2 separate regions of the Macaca fascicularis genome follow, and region 2 is linked to region 1. Evidence: chromatin contacts called from public Hi-C data. All regions are on one chromosome and are shown on one strand. The core of a region is the stretch at or near the end of the contact, and the rest is flanking DNA. Distances in the headings are between cores, read along the strand shown. Region 1 holds the start of SUFU (SUFU negative regulator of hedgehog signaling). Region 2 overlaps SUFU (SUFU negative regulator of hedgehog signaling).

What was found. Hi-C and Micro-C count contacts between places; a contact is called where the count stands out from the background.
Region 2: a Hi-C map of liver shows a contact between it and region 1, with 3 times the contacts expected there. The contact joins the enhancer-like site here to the promoter of SUFU in region 1. A contact is called at or near these places in 2 of 2 Hi-C or Micro-C datasets (liver and skeletal muscle).

Annotation. Positions count from the first base shown.
Region 1 is chr9:111,509,934-111,516,749 of T2T-MFA8v1.1, reverse strand. It overlaps SUFU (SUFU negative regulator of hedgehog signaling), which reads right to left and starts at 3,041. Exons shown (of 13, transcript XM_045362197.2): 1 at 2,669-3,041. The coding sequence starts at 2,850. ACTR1A (actin related protein 1A) reads left to right here and starts at 4,300. Exons shown (of 10, transcript XM_045361468.3): 1 at 4,300-4,412.
Region 2 is chr9:111,608,701-111,615,189 of T2T-MFA8v1.1, reverse strand. SUFU (SUFU negative regulator of hedgehog signaling) reads right to left here. Exons shown (of 13, transcript XM_045362197.2): 7 at 5,136-5,289; 8 at 2,592-2,703. Among named protein-coding and RNA genes, the nearest start is that of TRIM8, 46 kb to the left of the region's middle. Within about 2 kb of position 4,904, at least 3 of the 6 cell types and tissues checked have an H3K27ac peak or open chromatin away from gene starts, as enhancers often do.

The DNA.
Region 1 (6,816 bases), core at 1,792-4,291:
TCTCGGCAGGGCAGTTGCAGGACTGAAGTGGGCCATGAGTACAGGTTCTGACTCTCTGCTTTGATCCTTGCTCACCAAAGTCTCAGCTTTCAGTTAGAAAGCTTTCAGTTAGTAGTCCCCACTACTCAGGGATCACTAGCCACAGAGCCACCCTGCTATTGCAAAATGAATCCCAAGCTACCCTGGGCCACAGACAGACCCAGACAGTCTGGGTCAGTCATCCTGCTAGAAACCTCGTGGGATCCCAAATGTGAGGAATATAAATGAATTTCAGGATCTTATTTTTGCAAACCCCTCCGCATCTTAGAAAGTACCAGTCATTGACGGCTGGGCGCACTGACTCATGCCTGTAATCCCAGCACTTTGGGAGGCCGAGGTGGGTGGATCACTCAAGGTCAGGAGTTTGAGACCAGCCTGGCCAATATGGTGAAACCCTGCCTGTACTAAAAATACAAAAATTAGCTGGGCATGGTGGTGTGCGCCTGTAATACCAGCTACTTGGGAGGCTGAGGCATGAGAATCGCTTGAAACCAGGAGACAGAGGTTGCAGTGAGCCAAGATCATGCTACTGCATTCCAGCCTGGGTGACAGAACAAAACTCTGTCTCAAACAAAAAAGAGAAAGTACCAGTCACTGTGCTGTTTCTCTTTATATTTTTCTGCATCTAGGCAAGGCTTTCACAAAGTGCTGTACAATCCCTTTTCTTCATTATCACATGTTGGCCCATCTCTGAAGATACGGCTGTTAACAAGCTTGCAGCAGGAAGGGAAAAAAAAATTGCCCTTAGTCCTTTGCAAACACTATCATACCTTTAACATGCAATTCTATCCTTTATGGCTACTTGTGTGACATAAAAATAGTTGCCTGAATCTATGTAGGGATTTCTCCTCACACTCAAATGAGGCCTGAACAAACAGCATGGCAGAGCCAGGCCCACTTCCTTTTTTGTTTTTCAAATAACAGAGACAAGGTCTGGCTATGTTGCCTAAACTGCTCTCGAACTCCTGGCCTCAAAGGATCCTCAAGGCCTCCCAAAGTGGTGGGAATATAGGCATGAGCCACCGTGCCCAGCCCAGGCCTACCTTTCTCATGACACATGACAACAAGTTCATCACAACAAATAGTTAAATATAAAGGCACAATGAGAATGGGTCATTAAGCTAGCAAGAGCTGCTTTCCACTCAGAAGCACTCTTCAACAACTCCTCTCAACCAGAGAACTGTTTGCCAGCCAGAGAGGACTGTGACACCAGTTCTACCTCCTCCTGGCTACTCCAACAGAGGAGGCTGTTCCCTACAACCCTTCCTAGACAGCAGGTGGCTGGTCCCCAGGCCCTCCACGCTGTTGGCCTCTTGGCATCCTCCCGTTGACACAGGCAGCTGGCCTCAGCCCTGCACAGCCTACTGAAATCCATGTCCAGGGGAAGTAACAGGTTTTCACCAAGAGGGAGACTCAGTTCTAAAAGGAGAGGTAACCAGCAAAGATGTCCACTTGCCCCTTCAGGTCTACCCTTTGGCTACACCCCAAGCAGCTGCCGAACATCTTTCAGGACTCACTGAAGATCATCTAACACAATGCCTGCATGAATGTAGTCCTGGACAGTTTCAACCAGTATCTGTTTTTGGTCCAGCAAGACCATGAGGACAGGTTCTTTTCCAGAGTCCCCAGAACATCTGTTTTGCCCAAATGCTGCAGGAAGAAACAGGTTGCAAACAGGAACGGGAAATTAGAAAAGACCATTCCTACCCTAAAGCTACTTGAGGGTTACTCTCAGCTCCCCGGAGAAACTGCAGGCCATGGTCAAGAAGCTCCTCTTTATGTCCCACTTCACAATTCCTCCCTGCTGGAGTCCCAGGGTCTCCATCATTTATTTCCAAATGGAGGTGGGAAGCTGTGGTCCCTTTCAATCCTAAACCAAACCATGGTTCTCTCTACCTAATGTCCTAAAGCAAAGCCGCTGCAGAGCTAGGAGGAAGCTCTGCACGGAGAAAGAGAACAGTGCAGAGTAAGCAAGAAGTTTATCAGGAAGAGCTGCTCCGTCAAACTTCAAAAGCAAAAGCTTTACCCTGATACGACGTCTGAGTTCATCGGGAAGGTATCAAAAGGAGACCTCCTCCTCATCTCTCCACAAGCACCAGGCCCTCATCTTTGGCCCTCCTACCTCCAACAGGAGAGCCCCGGGCCCCCCGAACCGCCCCCCGCCCGCCATCCTATGCAGTCTCTTGCCCTCTGAGCTTCTCCGGCCTCGCTCCTCCAAAACCCTCTCAAATGCTCCCCAGGCTCCGCCTCGCCTCTCCCATCCCACTTCTGCCGCCCCCGCTTGGCTTCCCCTCGCCCACTAATGACCCCCTACAGGCGCCCCCTCTTTTCACCACGTTTACAGTTCCCTCGCTCATGCCGTTCCCCTCTCTGCTCCTACACACACCCCTAGTCCTCACTCTATTCTCCTAAACCCGGTTAACCCTTCACTACCCACAGGCTCCGTTAACCCCTTTGTCCCCATTCCCAACTTGAGCCTTAACTCCTTCCCTCGCAGCAGGAAGCCCTCCTTCCAAGTGCTTTAACCGTTCTCTACCCCTCCTCCCAGCCTCCCACAAATTACTTCGCCCTCGGCGCTTTAACCCTTCCCAGCCCGCGCCTGTCCGTCTCCCCGCGGCCCAGAGCATACCAGTACTTGACGATAGCGGTAACCTGGAGCGGGTTCGGCTGGTCAGGGTAAAGGCGGCGGCACTCTCCGTAGATGGCGTGCAGTCCCGGGGGAAAGAGCGAAGCGAAGGCTGGAGGGGCAGTCGGGCCAGGGGCCGGGGGTGCGGTGGGGCCGGGGGCGCCGCTAGGCCGCAGCTCCGCCATCGGGGCGCGTAGGGCAGGCCCTGGGAGAACTGGAGAGGGCAAACGAGGGGGAGAGCACTGACGGGCCAGCGGGCGGACTCGGTGGGTGAGACTCCCCGAGGCGATGGGGGCTGCAGCGAGGTCCAGCTCCGCGCCTGCGCACGGCGCACTGTCCGCCCAGGCTGTCGCCGCCGCGGAGTCTGCCAGAGGGTGCCTCGGGGCGGCGGGGCGCTCAGGAAGGCGGGGCGCCGGCGCGCCCTATCCAAGCACCCATTGGCTAGTGTCTGTGCTAGTCACAGGCAGAGACGGCGTGACTTGACAATAGGCCCCTCCCCCCCCCGTGTTGGGAGTGTCCCAAGGCTCTTGGTCTCCCCCTAGTGTTAGGAGGAACCCAAGTTTAGAGATGCTGAGCACCCTCTGAGGTGCTAGGGTCCCACGAAAGCACCAAGAAGTGCGCCAACAAAGGATTTGTTACTGTTTTGCTGACGCGCTGCTAACTAGGATTTAAACATAAATCTGACAATGGATTGATTCATTAATCCATGGGGCGTTAATATTAATAGATTATAATAAATCTAATATTTTCTAGGGCTATTGACAAAAAGGTTCCTGCAATTTGAAGGGGGCTGGGGAAGAACATAATCCAAAGAAAAAAATGCACTGGGCTCATTTGAAAGCAGTGACACATAACCTCTCTTCACCTCCACTTTCTCAACCGTCAATGCCAATTCTAGCTCCTCATGAAAATTAAAGAGATACTACAGCAGTTCCTGAAACCCTTAGATGATGTTTTAATGACCAAAAGATTACCTATAACAGTAGTTCCAATTGCCAATCCTCGGATCAATGTTAGCCTGTTATAAAGTTTACACCTATGCAGAAAAAAAGAAAACCCAAAAAGCAACAACAATGTACAGGTTTTTTCCTTAAAGCTAATTTTATGCAATTTAAATTGTTTTCCTATGTTGTAGGAATATGTCCTGTCGCGTACGTGTGTTAACATTTCCTTTTCGTTAGAGTGTGAGGTGCTAGGAGATGTTTATTAGTCTTATAGACCCAAATAAAAGCATGAGAACCTTATATTGTCTAAGGGAACGTTGTGGGGAGTGGCAGGACTGATCTGCAAAATCCAAACATCCATGAATTACGACCAATCCAAACCGAACTACAGACAAGTACTCAAGAAGACTATACACCTCAGTATGCACTGCGAACTCCTTCAAAGGGACTACAGATCCAGGCATGCAACATGACCATCAACCTGTGTCTCTGGCTGTTTAATCTAGGGAGACCACAAATCCCAGGGTACTGTGCATCGGAAATACGACTCCCAGTCTTAAATTAGGCGGGCAACAAAGCAACCTAGAGCGCTAACCCAGGCGCAAAGCATGCTGGGGATTGTAGTTTTTCAGAGGTGAGGTAGGGCAGCTCCCTCGCCTCCCTGAGCCGGCGGCTAGACTGCGCATGCGTGTCAGTGGCGCTAGCGGCGGACCCGGCTAGGCAGTTCCTTCCCCAGAAGGAGAGATTCCTCTGCCATGGAGTCCTACGATGTGATCGCCAACCAGCCTGTCGTGATCGACAACGTGAGTTGCGTCTTTCCCATTTGTAAGGGGACTTGGGCTCTCCTCCTAGAAAGGATCGCTTCCCGGGGTTCAGCCTGAGCCGCCGGCTCTTTGTCACTGGCCCGGCCTGTCAGGCGCGTTCAGCCACCGCCGCCTCCTTCCTCCCCTTATCATATAGGCCGAAGGCAAGGCGGCCAGCCAGCAAAAGTGGGATGGAGAACTCTGGAGTGGATAGAGGAAAGAGATAGTCCAAGCCGGTCCTTGGGCCCTTGGCTCTAGGGGCCTTAACCGCTGTGTGAGAGCCTGTTGCCCGCCCTCTCACCCTTTTCCGATCGCCCTATTGGCTGCTCTGGCTGTCCATCTTGGCCAGTGATCCCGCCTCTGGGCCTTGCCGGATGAGGCTAGGCCTCTGCGGTGATTGGCTCGCGCCCCTGCCGTTCTTCCTGGCCGCCATATTGTTTCCCCTCTTGAAGGGGCGGGGCAGTGCTCCAGGGCTGTGGGGATTGGCTTCCGGAACTCTGGGTGGTGGGGCCTAAAGGCGAGGGCCCGCCCGCGGGTGGAGAAAGGCTAAGTTTTCCTTCGGTCTCAGCAGGCGGGGAGGCTTGGTAGTGTGGATCTGGGTGGGGCCCGAGAATCTGGTGCCAGAAACTACTGTAGGATGTCAGCTATTACTATGATTATAAATTACAAAGTTGATAAAGGTCGAGAAGAAAGGAGAGTGACAAAGCAAGCAGAGAGGTTGTCTTCCTCTTCGGAACGCCTAGTTCTTAGGGGAAAAAAATTACCAAACTTAATATTTGCCTGGCGCTGTAGCGCTTTCAGGGCGTTTTCACATACATTCGAGTTGGATCCTCACAAAAACTGGACGCATAGTTTAAAAGGAACTTTGATCCTCGTGTTACCGATGAGAAAACTGAAGCGCAAAGACGTAACGTGAGACCAAGGTCACATAGCAGAGGTGCCCTAAATCCAGTACTTTATCCGTCATCCCTTTTGCCAGCATCACCATGCAGAAGCATCAATAGTGACCAATAGAAAGAATCTAAATACTGCTCTTATTTTGGGGGGAAAGGAGAAAATTGTAAAACGACTGCATTTCTGCCTTCGATTCAAAGCTTTGATCCCACAGATTGATACCTTTCTGTGCCCCTGTAGGTCCCTCCATTGCAGTAAAACTATCCGTTCCCTCTGTCGTAAGCTGACTGTCAGATTCTCTTTGTTGATTCAGCTCTTGGGACCTTAGGCATATTACAGTGTTCTCGTTTAAGCTTCAGCTCTGTTAGGTAGATAGGAATTACTATCCCCAGTGTATGCAAGGATGTTAAATAACAGATTTCAAACCATCCAGCTTAGGAATTGAGCCAGTCATCAGACAGATCCAGTTCCAAGTTGCTCGCTTTTTCCAAGATATTTTTGTTATTTTCGTTAAATTTTCCTTCTCTTCAGGGGTATTTTGTTTTTATTATTTTGTTATTATTCCTCCTGGAAAGGGTCAGGATTGAGCTCAATGAGACACCTTTCTTTCTTTCTTTCTTTCTTTCTTTCTTTCTTTCTTTCTTTCTTTCTTTCTTTCTTTCTCTCTCTCTCTCTCTCTTCTTTCTTTCTTTCCCTCTTTTTTTGGAGACAGGGTCTCGCTCTGTTGCTGAGTCTGAAATGCAGTGGTGAGATCACAGCTCACTGCAGCCTCAACCTCCTGGGCTGAAGTGATCCTCCCGCTTCAGCCTCCGGAGTATCTGGGGCTGCAGGCACGCGCCACCACCCCTGGCTAATTTTTGTATTTTTTGTAGGAAGGGTTTCACCATGTTGGCCAGGCTGGTCTCAAATTCCTGGGCTGTTGCGATTCTCCCACCTTGGCCTCCCAAAGTGCTGGGATTACAGGCCTGAGCCACCGTGCCTGGCAGAGACACCTCTTTTTTTTGGTGTTGGGGGGTGGGTGGAGGGAACAGGATCTCGCTTTGTTACCCAGGTTGGAGTGCAATGATGCGATCTCAGCTCACTGCATCCTCCGCCTCCTGTTTCAAGAGATTCCCCAGCTTAGACTCCCAAGTAACTGGGATTACAGATGTGCACCACCACGGCTGGCTAATTTTTGTATTTTTAGTAGAGACGGGGTTTCACCATGTTGGCCAGACTTGTCCCAAACTCCTGACCTCAAATGATCCACCCGCCTTGGCCTCCCAAAGTGCTGGGATTACAGGCATGAGCCACTGTACCCAACCCAGATACCTAATTTTTTAGAGGATTCTTTTTGTCTCCCTCGCTAGACTATTAAATCCTTGTGGAAAAGGATGATATTCCCCCACAGGTTTAGTGGTGTTGGAAAAGAAAAAATTTAAGAAAGATGATATTTCTTTAGTCTCACTTCACCCACTTCTCTCCATACACACACAGTACCTAGGGTCTGGCACCTCTGTGTGCTCAATAA
Region 2 (6,489 bases), core at 3,655-6,154, 97 kb before region 1:
AGATAGTAACTGGCACATTACCTAGCACAGAATAAGCACTAATAATGTTTTAGCTGCTGCTGAAGTGTGAAAAGAGCAAGTGCTTGATGCCCCCAAGTAGGCCGGCACCCAGCTGCTAATGCCCAGGCTTGATCAGCTGCTCTGAGCCTCTGATCTAGCTCTGTATCTTCCTCAGACCACAGACAAAACCAGGAAGACCCATGCATAAGAGTTTCCTGGCCCAGAAGTCCTGACTAAGGGGAAATCAGACCAGCAGACAAAATATGGCCCACGCTGGCTGCCCCCGCACAGGGAGTGGAGCAAACAGTGGTGCCAGCACATTTTGGGTCAGCTTTCTCAGTTGCAATCCATGTGGTGTATCTGAAATGGGGTCAGGTCCCAGAGTGGGCAGCACAGATATTAACATCACGCTCACTGAACTGAACTGAGTCCATCATGATCGATCCTGAGATAACAGGAAGCTTGAGTCTGACAGGCTTAAGGGGTGTGTTGGAGAATGTTCTTGGCAAAGGAGGAGGAGAAACCATTTCTCAACCAATTGCTAACAAATGGGTAACCAGCACTGACAGCCTCAGAGGAAACATTCTAATCCCGTCAGACTGCAGATCCTGGTGCTTCAGAGACCTGACTGGGCACTAAACCTTCAGGAAGGGGAGACAAACCCGGCACCTCAAATCTTTTCCCACCCATCTCTCTGTATCTCAGCTAACTCAAGCCAAAGGGTAGAAGCCACAATCTCTCTGCCTTATGTCTACAGAGACCCCCTGGACCAGAACCAATACCCTACTGCCCAGTTAGGGTGTGGGCTGAGTCTGGGCTTATGTGTATATCTAGGAGGCCAGAGCCTTGTGCCCCCTTGCAATGTCCAGGGGTGCAGTAGCTGGAAGTGCTCCCAAGCCAGAGAGTGAGATCTCAGGCCTGTTCCAGATACACAAGAGGGGCAAGAAGGTTGTATCTCTGCAGGAGCTTGTGCCCTTCTGCCTAGAAACCCCAGGCTTCCAGAGGCAGAGAGCCATCTGGACTGAGACTATCTCCATGTTATAGGCCTTCCAGTACCTTTGGCCTCCCAACAGTGCCAAGGAGGCCCAAAGCGAGAAGCCAAGCTCAGGGAATGGGAAGGAGTGTAGACCTGGGACAGGGTCCAGACTCACAGGTAGAGAGCTTCCATATGTCGTATGACCTTGGTGTGGCCATCTGCTGCTGCCAGGGGATGATCAGGATGCCTCGAGCCAGCTACTTCAGGGCAGCTGGCTGGAGAAACCCACAGGCCGGAGTTAAAAGCTGCTCTGAGGTGGCGGTAGAGGCTTCTCCAGGCTTTTGCCAAAGAGCTCAACTCTCAGCACAGCCCTGTTCCCAGAGTAACTCTAGTCCAGTCAGGTCTCAGGAGGCAGCCTGAACTTTAACCAGCCAGGCCTCCCCTGTGCTATATCCTCTTGAGTTCCTTCCTCTGCTTATTAAAATTCTAAGGCGTCCTGAAGGTCAATGCCATGTTCTTCCTCCTCCAAGATGCCCTCCCTAACTACCCCAGATCCTGTGGACCTGTCTTTTTTGTAGTGCACTAAAGTGTTACTATTTCTGGGAACCATGATCAGCAACTAGAGCTAGAATCCAGAGAAGCAGCCATTTCCAACAAATCACATCGACAGCCAGACACACACTATTAAAAGGTAATTGTTTCACTCATGTTCTCCCAAAGGAAGAGCCTGTGCACCCAAGATGGCCCCCTGGGCCCAAGCTTGTCAGACAGCAAATGTGTAATAAAGACTTCGTAGAAGAAGGCTAGATCACCCTGGTCTTGCAGGATGATTGACCTCCCTTTCAGCCCAAGGCACAGCAATTTCCTCCCTGGCAGGCAAGGTTCCTGCTTTGGGCTGCCAGCCCCCTAGTATCTCCTGCCAGCAGCTATTCCCTAGAGCTGCCCTGGGACTAAGGGCAGAGGAGGGTGCCCAGTTCCAGCCCTGCCCATCACTCATCCCCTCTATCAGAGGAAGAGAGGTTGGCAGGAAGCGGATCTGACCTCTGGGGTGGCCACAGTCTCTCCCGAGGGCTACAGGGGCCCCTGGACAGGCAGCAGAGGCCTGCAAAAGACTTCCTTTCCCTTCCCTGGGCCCCAGGGAAGAGAGGCAGGAAGAAGGGCCTCAGCCGCAGGCATCCAGCATGGGGCTGGCCAGAGAGGGAGGCCCCCCGGGTTGCAGCTATCAGCCGGAGACCAGGCTCCAGGAAGGAAGGAAGGGCAACTCTGGCCGAGACCGAGATAAGGAGGGAACCGTGCTCAGCACAATGGGCTCCCACAAGGCTGGGAGGCCCCAAGTCAGATTTCGCCCCAACCTGGCCTCCTGTCTGTTCACACGGCTCATGTAAATATTTACTGATGTTTATATTCACGGTCTGCTGGGTCCCCTCTGAGGCCCTCTCCTATGACCCACAGATAGATCTGTGTGCCCCAGACCATGCCTGCCCTTAAGCCTAGAGATCCTGGGCCCATCCAGCAAGGGCTATGTGCATTGTTCTCTCTCATGCAATCCACAGGAACAGGCCCTTCAGGACAAAATCATCCTCTTGTTCCAGTCCATGGACACTGGGGAACTTACGGGGCCCGGTCGTGGGCGAGGCCATTCTGCCGCTGAGGGTTGATTGGCGGAAGGACAGGTTTGCTGTTGATCTCGAGTCCTCTCCTCAAGGTCTCCCGGATCTGCTCTGTGTCTGCAACGACACCACTAAGTTGCCCGGTGGCCCAGTGGGCTCCCAGCAACTCTCACCCTGCTCTTAAAACTTGGCTCAGCAGAGGTGCTAAGAAAAACTACCACATTGGCCAGTCCTGAGCCCACTCTAGGCATCCAGACGTGAGTGCTGAGTGAGTACAGATTGCGAGGGGACAACTGTGCTCTTAAGAAGCTCTAGGTTCGGCCGGGCGTGGTGGCTCACGCCTGTAATCCCAGCACTTTGGGAGGCCGAGGCGGGCGGATCACAAGGTCAGGAGATCGAGACCATGGTGAAACCCCGTCTCTACTAAAAATAGAAAAAATTAGCCGGGCGCAGGGGCGGGCGCCTGTAGTCCCAGCTACTCGGGAGGCTGAGGCAGGAGAATGGCGTGAACCCGGGAGGCGGAGCTTGCAGTGAGCCGAGATTGCGCCACTGCACTCCAGCCTGGGCGACAGAGCGAGACTCCGTCTCAAAAAAAAAAAAAAAAAGAAGCTCTAGGTTGGAAGAGTGCCATTCTTGTAGAATCCAGGGGCAGCCTCTAGAGTTCAGAAAAGCGCTCTCCACCATCGTTTTCCTTCCTGTGTCACAGGCCCGAGGTTTACCCTTAACGTGGCTCTGCACAGTGACTGATTACTGGGGATTCTGCCCACTGAAATGGATGTGAGTGAAGGCTGCAAGTGCCCTGCCATGAATGGGCAGGTGCCTCTCACACACCTTTCTGGGTTCTGGGTGGTCAACTAGCATCTGGTCTTGCCACCCCTTCCCCTTGCATTCAAGTCAGTGAGACGAGATCATCCCTCCACCTTGGTCTATCCCAGGAAACTCTGCCTCTCCATGGAGGGGCAAGGGCCAGGAAGTGAAAGAGTTCCCCTGGTGGGATTATTTCTTTGTAAGGTGCTTTGCTGGTCTTTGGGCTGAAGCTTACTAGTCTGGTTCCCTGTACTGAGATTTGGATCCAAATTTATCTCTGCAAACTGTAAACAGATACAAAAAAGCAAATTAAAGTTAGTTGCTCAAAGAGTGGTCTTAGAGTGGAAAGGAGATGATTACTAACTTTTCTAACGATCTGATTTGTTACAGTAGGATGGATTAATTTATAATTTTTAAAAATAGCCAATAATGACTGAAATTTTAGACAAGACTATGACTCCCTCTTTAAATCAACCTCATTTGGTTGTCAAAAGCAACCAAATGATTCCAATAACTGTATACCCTGTCTTTGAGCCTCCAACAGACTTGGCATGCCATTAAAACAAACAGGAAGGAAAGAAAGGGCTCGGCTGGGTGAGGTGGCTCACATCTGTAATCCCAGCACTTTGGGAGGCTGAGGCGGGTGGATTGTTTTGAGCTCAGGAGTTTAAGACCAGCATGGGCAACATGGCGAAGCCCTGACTACAAAAAATACAAAAGTTAGCTGTGCGTTGGTGGCTCATGCCTGTAGTCCCAGCTACTTGGGATGCTGAGGCTGGAGAATCACTTCAGCCTGGGAAGTGAAGGTTGCAGTGAGCCAAGATCAAGCCACTGTACTCCAGCCTGGGCAACAGAGACCCCTGTTTCAAAGAAAAAAAAAAAGGGCTCAAATATTTGCACTAGGGGTTTAAGTTTGTCCTTTACAGAATGAACAAAAACCTTTTATAAGTGTTATCATATATGTAAGGATTTTATTCAGGGCTGTAGACATCTTATTCTTCAAAAAAAGAAAAGATGGAAGAATGAAGAAAGGAAGTAGACAAAGAAGCTGTCAACACATGTATATGTAAGTGGCTGCTTTTCCTTTGCAGTTAGTTGGGGACGCCCTCTACTAAAAACCACAACTGTTTCTGTAGCCAAGATCAGCATAGGGAGATTCCAAAAGGACAGCCACATCCTCCTTCCCAAATACCCCATCCGGAATGCAGTGGGTCCAGAGGCCCTGCCCACAGCCCTAACCCTGTATCTGTATGACAGGAGGTGGGCAATTTGCAAGCCGGCCTCACACTCAGGCCTCTCTTGTTGAAGGCCTGGGAGGGCCCAAGGCCAGAGTGATCCTTGGATCTGGCATGGCCTTCAGGCCAGAGCTGGGCCCTGTGTCAATTCCGTGGGTGGCCGACACTTTTCTCTTGCACTTGGGTGGACTATGGACTTTTCCTGTAACTGTTCTAAGGCTTCCACTCACCTCCATGACCTCAGATTGCAAGGGACAAATCTAAAACACAATGGTGCCTGCTGGTGATGCATTTGAAATACACACAGGAAACACAACTAGAAATGGGCCAATAAAGCTCCCTTAATTCCACCCTGCTGGAAGACTTCACTTGCTGTTTAAATCATGCCAGGAAATAAACTATTGAATGGGTTGTTTTTGTTAGAGACCCATCCTAGAGAGCCTGGAAACCAGGCCCTGGGGAAAAGGAAGGAGGAAGGCTGGGGGAAGGCTGGGTGTTGGCTCCCACCTTTGCCAGAGAGTCGCCGGGGCTGTGTGCCGATGCAGATGCTCCGGCTGTCCTCGTCATCCTCAGGAGGCCGGCTCAGGTCGTCCCAGGCACACTTGGCACTGACACCACTCAGGTTGGAGCCATCTGTCTCGATGCCTTTGTCAACTCTCTCCTGCTTGAAAAGAACCAAAGAGCCAGAGTTCTTTCAGAGAACTGGTGGCCCAAGGTGACCACTCTTCCAGCCACCACTCTTACAGTATTTACTGAGCCCTTGTGGTACTGAGCATGGGACAAATGCTGGAAGAGCAGGATCTCTGACCTTGTTCTGCCCTGGTTACCAATGCATGATGGTCTCTACCAGCTCTTGGACTCCTCCAGGGGAACCAGGGATTAGGGGAAGCCGGGAGGAATGCAGATCCCAAGGGAAGCATCTCTTCTACCATCAGCCTTCCAGTACAATGGCCTCTACCTGTGTCAGAGCCCCAAACCTGTCTCTGCCAGGCTGGCTGGTGGAGCTGATGTGGCCATGAGAGAGCCTACTTCTCTGAGGAGAGGTGTGATCCTTCCTCTCCTCCCGATCTTCAGGCAGAACCTCTCAGTGACTGCTATAGAAGACAGGGTGGAAGCCTGCCACAGGCGACAGGCAGCACCTGCAGTTTCCCCTTCTAACAGCTAGAGGGTGTGGTCACACAGGGAAGAGCCACAGGAGAGCAGAAGGCTGGACTTCCCCTAGATGCTTGGGTTCCCTTGTTTGGCAAAGGACTCTGGATGGAGATTCCCTCCCATTTCTTAGACTGAGATGGGGGCCTGGAGTGCAGTGACTATCTGCAGACACCCTTCTCTCCCCATCGAGACCCTACCTTTCTACAGGCCTTGGTATTGCTGGGTCCAAACACTCTCCAAATGGCCTCAAGGAAGAGTTGTACTCAAAACATCCCTGGATTTTCTGGTAAAACACCCTTCATTGATGCTGGACCTTGAACTAAAAGTCATCTATGCCCATGTGGGCCAAATCAAACTTGTGACTGAGCACCTCAACAAGAATCTGTGCTTCCTGGCTCCACGGGTGCCACACTGGCCTGCCGATCAGCCCGGGAGCCCCATCTGGGAGAAGTACAGGTACTGTCCTTATTTCCCGGGACCAGTTAGCAAGTGGCTGTGCCCCAGATGCCTCCTTCCCACCAGTCATCTCCTCCTTTCAAGTGCTAATGGTGGCCTGGGCAAAGCTGTGGGTTCCGAGCAGGAAGAGGCTAAGCAGGGAAGCGCTCTGTGTACTCCAGGCGGGGAGTGCGTATACTCTGGTGTGCTCAGGGGATAGTCTGAGCTTCTTCCTCTCCACTGGCTGCCCTGGGGTCCCTCACTTAGTTAAAGA